Linked DNA regions of Rattus norvegicus: region 2 is linked to region 1. The links are chromatin contacts, called in public Hi-C maps. All regions are on one chromosome and are shown on one strand. The core of a region is the stretch at or near the end of the contact, and the rest is flanking DNA. Distances in the headings are between cores, read along the strand shown. Region 1 has its middle 530 kb from the start of Map3k7. Region 2 overlaps LOC108350944 (a long non-coding RNA gene).

Evidence for each region. Hi-C and Micro-C count contacts between places; a contact is called where the count stands out from the background.
Region 2: a Hi-C map of Schwann cells shows a contact between it and region 1, with 4 times the contacts expected there. The contact joins two enhancer-like sites. A contact is called at or near these places in 2 of 12 Hi-C or Micro-C datasets (Schwann cells and frontal cortex).

Annotation. Positions count from the first base shown.
Region 1 is chr5:50,618,203-50,623,180 of GRCr8, forward strand. No RefSeq gene overlaps it. Among named protein-coding and RNA genes, the nearest start is that of Map3k7, 530 kb to the right of the region's middle. Within about 2 kb of position 1,444, at least 7 of the 93 cell types and tissues checked have an H3K27ac peak or open chromatin away from gene starts, as enhancers often do. A contact at or near this core is called in Schwann cells, where this site is marked.
Region 2 is chr5:51,130,119-51,135,256 of GRCr8, forward strand. It overlaps LOC108350944 (a long non-coding RNA gene), which reads left to right. Exons shown (of 5, transcript XR_005504684.2): 5 at 1-583. Among named protein-coding and RNA genes, the nearest start is that of Map3k7, 22 kb to the right of the region's middle. Within about 2 kb of position 3,068, at least 5 of the 93 cell types and tissues checked have an H3K27ac peak or open chromatin away from gene starts, as enhancers often do. A contact at or near this core is called in Schwann cells, where this site is marked.

The sequences.
Region 1 (4,978 bases), core at 194-2,693:
CAAGGCTCCTGGTATATCAGTCCCCAAGGCATGTGAGTCTACTCTGACTTCTCCAGGACTTTGTCCACTTTCTCTGTAAATTGCTCGCCCTTGGAGACTTCCATCCATCCTCAGGGATCTCCGGCTCTGGCTCTGTTATGTAGTTTAACACACTTTTCTCTTCAAAAACTTCCCCTGACATTCAGCCCAAATGTTCCTTAGTCTTCCCCACAATGAATACTCCCCAGCACTGACCTTTGCGAAAGAACAATAAAGCATCCCTCCCTCCCCCTGAGTCCCAACAGTCTGTAGTCCTGTGATCCCATCCCTAACTCTTAGATATCAGTAAGAATATCAACGCACACTTAGCAAACACACCCCACTGCAACTCAGCGTTATGACGCTAATCATTCTGAACCTTCAGAAACCACCTCAATGACTGAATCATTTGTTCAACAACTATCTTGTGAGCACCTACTGTGTGCTCAGTATTGCGTGAAACGCTGATCCTATGTGGCAAAGACCCTCATTTACACATTCTGAGTCTACTGCTGTTCTCTTAGTAACAGACTTGGCATGGAAATCATTTTTTCCATTGCATTGAACTTAAGAATGTTTTCTTGTAACAATTATCCTACCATGATTTCCTCATGAAAAATTAGGTGACCAACTCATTTGTTGCAGGACTAGGGCATGTTCAATGTTTTATTTCAGAGGGGACGGATAGAAGTCTTTTGTTCTCATGACTGACTGCAAAGCACTCTATTCATTCCTCCTGGGTATGAGCTTTTCTCTCTGCTTCAGCTTTCCCCAGGAAGGGTGCAAAGGGCAGAAAATATGTGCCCTGGTGAGCACCAAGGACGTCTGGGCGGCCACCAGTGACTCTGATTCAGCAGCAGGGTCAGTGATTTTCGCCATACAGAGGACTTCCCCAGCCTTACACACAGGCCCCCTCAGTGCTCACTCTGACAAAGCACGTCACTATTTGGACTTGTATAGTGTTTGGAAGGCGGGCTGCATTCGGAAATTCACAATGTATGAATAAGTTTCAAACACAGAAGAAGGAAAAGTGAGTTGGAAAGTGTGGCAGGATGACAGGAGAATTTGAAAATATGGCAGGATGACAGGAATGGCTTACATATCTGAATGCTCAGTCATCAGGAAGTGCGACTACCTGAAAGACTATAGAACAATTAGGAGGCGTGGCCTTGTTGGAGTACATGATGTAACCATGTTGAAAAAAGTGTGTCAATAGGACTGGACTTTAAGGTTTCAATTTCTCTCTCTCTCTCTCTCTCTCTCTCTCTCTCTCTCTCTCTCTCTCCCTCTCTCCCTCCGCCCCTCCCTCTTTCCCTCCCTCCCTCTCTCTCTCTCTTTCTGCCTAAGAAGCAGGATGATGTAGCTCTCAGCTACAATTCCAGTGCCATGCTCCCTGCCACACCCCCTGCCTTGATAATAACAATCAAACCCTTTGAAACTCTAAGTAAGCCACCCAAAAAAATGCTTTCCTTTATGAGAGTCCCTATGGTCATAGTGTCTCTTCATAGCAACAGAACAGCGACTAAGACAGAAAGAAAGTGGAGTGCCATAAAAGAAGAATATTTGTAGAGCATTAGAACAATTCTTGTCCCATATTAAGCACAGTTTGTGCTAAGGTAGAAAAAGGAAAGTCTTTAAGTAAAAGACCTTTAGAACAACAGAAATGGGAGACACAGAGATTTGAGGCTTCTGACCTGCTGATGCAGGCAGGGCAGGACAGGGTTGTTTCTTTCTTCTAAGAAAATTAAGAAGATCCAGAAGCCGGGTGTACCTTGTTCATTGCAGTTTTGCCGCACTCAGGGTATTTCTATGAATACCCGCCATGTCTAGAGATGGAAAGATTTCACTCATGTAGCTATTTTCTGGTATGAGGGAAGATTAAAGGGAGGGGGAAGTGTTAGAATTTTAATTAGACACTTCTTCCCCCTCGATATGGAAAGAATTAATGTTGCATCAGTAACAAGATTACGCATTTTTTATTGTAACTTGTTCTGACCTAAAAGCAACCATCTGAGTTATAATTCTTTCTGTCTTCTTTACACAAATTCACTTGTTTGGGATCATTAATCAAAACCACCTGGTAACATAAAGCAAATTGGACAATTAAAGAAACGCATTAAGACAGAAGCACATGCTAGCTAAAGATGGCCTATCCCTCTGCCTGTGTATCGGGGAATCTGTCAGTAAGACCGTCATCACAGCACCTAATCAGACGGGTGCTTCTCTTCTCAGCAGGGTAGAAGGAATAGTGCCAGATGCCACATTCAAAGCAGGTACATCCTACAAAAAAATAGTAGTATTTGTACATTTTGCATTTTGTGTTCAATTCTCAAGCGTATATGTGTGCCAAATAGTAAACTGTCAATAAAAGTCACGCCTCTGGAACAGATGTTTGGAGGTTCGCAATGAAGACATACAGAACATTCATCTAAAAGGATACATAATTTCCACATGTTGCCAATCGTTTGAAATCTATTTAACAGAAAACACGCACTCCAGATGAAACACCAAGAAAACAAACATGTTCCCAAGTGAGAGGATTTGTTCGATAGATCATGACTTGCCTGAAGATCTAGACAAATGATGGCATATCATCAGTGGGGCAAGATGGCCACTCTGGCATTTGTTTCCACAAGAGAGATGGGCTCGACCAGAGCGAAAGCATTACGTAAGGCGAGCATGCGCAGACCCTCGTGCTGAAGCAGGAAGGCAAAGCCTGGGATCAGAGGAATCAAGATGGCTTTGTCCACGACATAAATGAAAGATTGGCACTGCCTCTCGTGTTAAAACTCATTTTTCATAAAAGCTGCAGCATGAGGTTGTGGACACATAGACTGCCACATCAGCGGGGGCTACTCTGGGTTCAAGCATCCATCTCAAAAAGACTTGAAATAAAAAATTAGCAGAAAGTTGAATCCGCGCAGGTAGTGTCTCCCATTCCAGAAGATCCCTAAGTTTCCAGGCAGTGAAGATGGTATACATCTCAGCATAAGAATGAACAGAGTCTTCCCATATCCTTTCTCTTTTGAATATAGTGTATGTAAGAAAAGTCAGGAGTGCAGAGTGTGCTAATAACTCCGGTTGCCTGTGGTTATGTCTCAAAAGCTCTTATTTCACCAATTCACTCTCAAAAGATTTATGAATCATGACTCATCAGCTATGGAACAAACACTGACCTAGGGGCTGGTGCTACAGCATTTGGGGAGATGGGGAGGAGAAGAGTCTAAAATCACCACACTTGTAGGTTGCGGGACAGTAAGAAAATACCCAGAAAAATACAGACAACCTCTATGCCGTGGGAAGTAGTGAACGGAGAAAGTACAGGAAATATGGGAAGATGTTTGGTGGTTAAATAGGGAAATAGTTCAAAGTCTCCAAGGACAGGATGCATGGGTGTGTCACCAATAAGAAGGTTCAAGTGACTGAGGCCAAAAGAGAGTTGAGAAAGGTGATGGAAGAATGGACGCATAGACATGGGGCCAAATCTGACGCCAAAATTGTGCTATGGATCCCCTCCAGCTCTCTACATGTGCTGCTTCCCAGAATGCCACTGACAGACTTAAGAAGCCTGTGTCTCAATAGCACAAGGCCGTCCATGTTTGAGCATGCTTCCACTTGGAAAAATAATATTGTGACTATACATGGCTGTGGCAGCTCTTGGAAGAGTATGACTCGTCAACGATACTTGTCCAGCTCAGAAGGACTCAACGTTTACGCCCCACCCTAAAACTGTCTTTCTGAAGCAGGACACCTCACTCCTAGGTCATATAAAATTCACCTTAAAGTAACAGCTTCAATTATGTCTTTCCTTTAAGCTGAACTGCTATTGCTAAAGGTAAATTTCACGTTTTCTACATACACATCAATATAATGCATATGAATTCATACGTGTTTTCTCTCAAAATTGAAAAACAAACGTCATTTTGATGCAGACCACCATCAATGGGTAATTAGAGCGTTCAGTTTGGTCAGTGAAGATAAGCAACAGAAGTGTTTGAGCTAGCACGGCTGGGGAAATATCCTGTGAAAACAAGGTCAGACAGGCCCCACACCCTCTGCCAATGCACATGACCACTGGAAACTGATCCAAGAGCCATCTCATATTGGCCTTTTTCCAACCCAGTGATGAATCTGTTTATCAAAATCACTGTCAGGTAAATGTTGTAAGACCTTGACCAGGGTGTTCCTTAAACCATAAGAGATTGAATACCTTGTGATGTATTTTCAAATTGAAAGTCACTTATCCTCTTAGCATCCCGAGAAGGTTTATGAACCAAATGTATGCTAAGAGATACTTTGAAAAGAGCCACTCGGCTGAGACTGAAAGCTTCAATACAGTAGGTCGGTAGACTCCCAGTTCTACCAAAAATGGGTTTTCAGAATTAAAAGTTTATAGTCCTATTTACTTAAGAAAAGAGCAAAGCCAAAGTCCTGGAAATGGGATGCAGTAAAATGCTAGGATTCCATCCCACTGTGGCTCGGGAATGAAACTTCCCTCATGGGGATCACTCTTTAAATTAGGACAACCAGGATCTGCTAAGTGAATGATTAAAAGTTTGAGATCTTGACTGCATCAAAGCTTAAATTACCAAGATAGGTAAGGCACTCCCTACTGCCTTCATGATAGAAAATGGCACTGGTCTGGATTTTAAAAACCTGGAAGAGGTGTGGAGCAAATAAGTAAGGAATGTGGGAATCAGATTTCTAGGGGACACAGGGATCAGAAACCATGCAAAAGTTCCCACAGCTAATGCAATACCCCAAGCTCCAGGTCCAACATAGCATGGCTCATTACCTTCCAGGTACTTCCTCATCCTCTACCCTATCCAAACTCCTGACGGAGAGTTGGCTCTCCAGAACAACAGCTGGGGACAAGCTCACAATAAAAGTCCCATCTCCAAGTCTACCTAGTGAGCTTCCTATAGCCGACCCAAACATTAAAGGCCTCAGATTCAGTAAG
Region 2 (5,138 bases), core at 1,818-4,317, 510 kb after region 1:
ACTTTGAAGGTAGAAGTTTCCAGATAGGGTTCAGGACTTGCTATCACAAAATACAGAGCCTGGGTATATTTTAAAATGACAGTGTGTTTTTGTTTCTCCCAAGCTTTCCTATAAACAGAAAACTTTCTTTAGCCCTCCCCTACCTTCCCCTCCCAGAACTTAGGAAGGACTTCCCAACATTCCTTGACACAGGTCATAACACTCACACACGGGGTGCCTTTCCTACACTCAGAGAAAAGAACCCACATCACCAAAGGTGAGAGAAATACAAACAGATCTTGGTGTGCTCTCCAGTTTATTGCCTTGTCCTCACATTCCGTTTGTCCTATCGAATTTTCCCACAAATGAACACTCTTCCTCACGTTTCCTGGCTTTAAAACATTCAAATTAAACCAGGCCTAGGAGAAGCACACAGGAAACTGAAGATGATCATAAGCTGGAAGTCAGCCTGAGCTGTGAGGTGAGACCCATCCTCAAAAACAAAACAAGGAAAAACACTAGACTGTTTTCTTCAGCTGTCTATTTCCTATGTCACTTATAATTATACCAAATAAATACACATGCTTTGCCCTTGCCAATATGATTTGTGTTATCATGTCTTCAAATTTGCACCTAATATGTATAAAATGAAAGCTATTATCTCCCCCGACCCCTGCAAAAGAACAAATGGAAACTGAAACTATAATAATATAAAATAATAAGACAATGATATAGTAAAAGTAAAGTGCTTAAAACCATAAAAAGAGGCACAACTACACTAAGTTTACTTGAAAATACAGATTTTTCCCCCTCCCCCAGGGATGAGGGATCAGGCAAAGGTGAGTTTGTACCTGATAAAAAGGATTTAAAATGTAATGTCACCTTGCGATACGAAAAAACATGTTTCTACTAGAGTAAAGACATGTACGACCACTTTGTCTAGTGCCTGTCTACTAATCATTACTATAAGCCTGGTAAATAATGGATGGCCACTTCTCAATTTTTAGCTCCCATTCTATTCTCAAAAAAATCTTTCCAAATATCTATGAAAATAAAAATGGGAAGCCTATTTGAAAAAAAAAAAAAAAAACAGGTTAAATGATTCAAGGTTGAATCCACCCTCTGCTTTTTTCTTAGTTGCCCAAACAAAGGCTGATATATAACCCTGAGATCTGGAATTCATAAATGTCATAAGCACAGAGCGGGGTGATCCACATCACTGTGTGGGGGTGGGGGCAAGAGGAGAGAGAACATGGACATTTTATAGTCATAGTTTATGAATGTCGTCTAAAGGGGTGTTTTCATATTGGCGTAATGTATTTTCTCTAATGTCTGCGCTTCCTATATTCTCACTGTCTGAATTCCTGCCAAGACTGGCCAAGATGTTTCTCTTTCTCAGCACCCTCAGCAGAGCCTTGACTGATACATTTTTTTCTAGTTTTCTCAGCCCTGCTTCTGGTCCTTTGTCTTTCCTTGGTTATGTAATCCGTCCTTTCTCAACCTTTTTTTCTAATTTATCTTAACTCTAGCTAGAGCACAATCAAGTCTAATTCTAGAGAAGGGTGGTGTTTAAGACCGGAAGTACACAAACAATAACAACGTCCAAGTTTTATTCCTTCAATGGGTTGCTGCTTTGTTTTGTTTTCCTGGTGGGAGAGATCCTGCACTCCCTTTCATTGTTAGAAGCATCTCCGCTCAAAGGGCTAAAGGAGAACCAACATTCCCAGCAATGGCTGGAACCCTAAAGCCAGAAGTCCAAAGAATCCCCGTCTGCAAAACTTGCGCTCCCTCTACTTTCTGAAGGGAACGTTCTCCGGTCTGGATGAAGTCACCGACATGTCTCTTGTCTTTTGGAAGAAACAAATGTCAGCGCGACCTATTAAAGTCAACCCCGACAACAATGAGCTGGGGATTAGCATTGACAGCTCCCTTAATGTGATTCTTTTGGACAGGGATTAATTTAATGTGTTGCTGTCAAATGAAACAAAAAACGAGATGGATTCACTAATGACTCTATTCCATAGCACACACTTTTCCACTCCTGATCTATGTCAGAATGAAGCTGACAGCAAGAGAAAATCATTTTTTTTCCTAATGAAAAGGAGGAAGCTATTCCCTTCTTGACAAACTTTGAAGGAGGGAAGTTGAACTGGGCTACCAAGAGTAGATGAGCTTAAATTTAGAACACCGGGGAACAGGGAACTCTCCCTTCTCCAAGGAGCCCAGACCTTGTGACCCTTCCTGGCTGGGGAACAAATTTGCAAGATGGCCTTAACTTCTCCAGATCTCAATTACCTCCCATGTCAAGGGCTGAATTAAAGGGCTTCTAAACTTCTTAACTCTAAATTGCTAATCTGTAGAAGAAGGGATCCAGCCCACGAACACCAGCCTAGTCCCACAGACAACTCTGTCGAGGCTGTGACAGAGTGGGGGCGAGTCAAAGAGCGTTGATCTCTTGGGGGGGGGGGGGGTAAAAAAAAAACGGTTTGCCAAGTCGAACGCTAAAGCCTCCTTAAAATAGTTAGGATTTCTCTTTGTTCTCCCTAACAAAGAAACTTTAATTCGCACTTCTCTGCGAAGAAAGACAATTCAGACAGGCCGTTTTCGGGTGAAAGGTGTCTCGACAATTAATAATCATTAAATACTCACAGAGGATTGGCAGGAGCTATTCACTGAACGGGGTGCTTATCACTAAGAAAGCATGGATTTACAGTATAGACTGGGCACTGTTCTTTGTGGAGAATGCTTTGCGTTTACCTCCTGGGAGGCACACACCCCTCTGATGCACTTTGCATATCCATGGAAGTTAGTGTGAGGTTTGTAAATCCCTATGAGCTCCGGGTCTCAGCGGGCACCGTTGCAGGGATGATCCCTGGCAGTGTCCGAGCTGGAGACTTCGTTGCAGGACGCTCTGCTTCCCGGATGCAGGGTTAGCTGGACACCAGCCGGAACCCCAGCCCCAGTTTGCAGGCTCCCGGACTCAGGTTCGGCCCTCTGGAGTCAATCTTCGGGTCACCTCTGCTGGTGCTCTGTGACCCGGGAGTTCCACAGTTGGGGCCGAGCGGCAGAGTCCCGCACACCGCGGGCGGCTTCTAGCGCCTGGTTTCCCTCCGCATCCTCCGTTCTTCCCACTGCTAGCCGCCGCCCAGTCTATTACCTGTTTTTTACTAGTGATTACTGACTCTCTAGTTTTGTCTCCCCAGCCTCCTCTTTCTCCCTCCTTTTCCTCCCCCTGATGGTTAGAACGGCCAACAGACCCGTCATACCCCACGACCCTGCTGCCCTCCTCAGTACGCCCCACGGCTTCGCTCCGCAGGCCACCCAGCAAGCAGCAGGCAGAAAGGACCGCTTACTGTGCCAAGCTGGCTAAAGGCTCCGGCCCCTCGCTCTGGACACCAACTCTGCACCAGAGCAGGAGCCCCACCGGACCGGCCTTATCGCTTTGTCCCCAGCACCTGCCGCCACCATTAAGAGATCCATGTAGGCCGGTGGTCTGCCAGCGGACTGGAACTCAGCTCGCTCTGGACCTTGATACGGAAAATAGCAACTTTATATAGACACATACTTTTGAATACGAGCATTAAAAAAAATAGTAATCCAATGAATACTTTTTATATAAATATATGTAAATGCACACACACACACGTATATGTCATGAATGCTACTCAAAAATAAATGAAGGTATGCTCTTTAATTTTTACCTATAGAAATGTAAAAAGGAGAGCCGGATCAACTTAAATATAAAAGTTGGCTAGAAAAGAGAAAATTCAAACACCACAAAACTGGATTAGTAAAAGACAATTAGCTAATATTTGAGCTTATTTCCTGAAACATTTCAAGAATTCCTTATATACGTTACTTCTTCATAAGAGACTGCTAGGTACACCAATATATATAGAGAGAGCACAAAGAGTATAAATAAAATGCCATAAACCATAACCAAAGTTCGAGTAAGAAACTACTGTAAAAGCAAAGCAGGGAATGGGGGAATTCTTGAAAAGAAGGCTAAACAGAAAAATTGAAGCTGCTTGCAGGTTACCTCAAACTTGTAAGTATCAAGTTTCCTTTGAAATTATTTCTCATTTTTATGAGAATCTAATTGAGGATCACCTGGAAACAGTGGGGGAAGGAAGACAAGGAGAAAAATACCGGTTGGGTCCACAGATTGAAAGACTAAAAGAGCCACAGTGCCACCTTATGGGCAAAAAAGAGATTTCTTTTTCTTCCTCAACATGGTTTGTCTTTTTTTTTTTTTTTTTTTTTTTTTTTTTTTTTTTTTCTGTGAAGAGAGAAAAGAGAAAGGAGAGAAAGAAGAGAGAGTGGTGAGTGATTAAGTCACCTAAAAGACAGACAGACATTTGATTTATGTGAGTAGTGGTATTTTTCTGTTATTTCAAACACACTAGTTAGTGTGTTTATATCAAAACTTTATAAATTATAACAAGCCAAACATAACAATATGTAACACTGAGGAATGTTCTAATGGAGTACATAATCTGAAATTTTGAGTGTTTGCCTAAAACAGTGAATAGATTGTATTTATGTCCTAAAAGTGATTCTTGACAGATTCCACTATTAAATATTAAGTCTTCTAAAGAAAACGCAGTTTCTTTGTTCAGTTGCTTGCGTCTGGAAAAGACATATTCTTAGATAAAAATAAAGCAACTTCACTTGTAAAATCTGCTTATTTAGTTATAACTAAGAAAGGTGGAGCGGCGACTGGAGGACTTACAGACATTACCTTAACGGGAGTTCTAGTTGTCTAGCCATAGGTGCAGACTGACCCTCTGTATCAGAAGTGAAAAGAGACGACTCCAACGCTAAGAAATGCAAACCAAAAGCCACCCTCCCCTTATTGTGCATCCGGAAACATCTAGCATGGTGTGAGTGATTCCTATCCCAATGTCTTCTGCAAGACAAGATGGAATTCAGGGGTTACCTCTAGGCATCCTTTATTCTCTGTATTTTAAAATCACAGAACTGGCACATCCCTCTGACCTTCAGGAAGGACTAAATCAAAGGCATCCCAGGAAGAGACCAGCGTATTTCAAACTGTGTTGCTGAGAGCCCTAGGAGCTGTGAAAAGATTAAGAAGGAAAAGGGAAGGCGGAGAAAACCCCCTCACCCCCATCTCAGCAAGCACTCTGCCTTCCCACCTA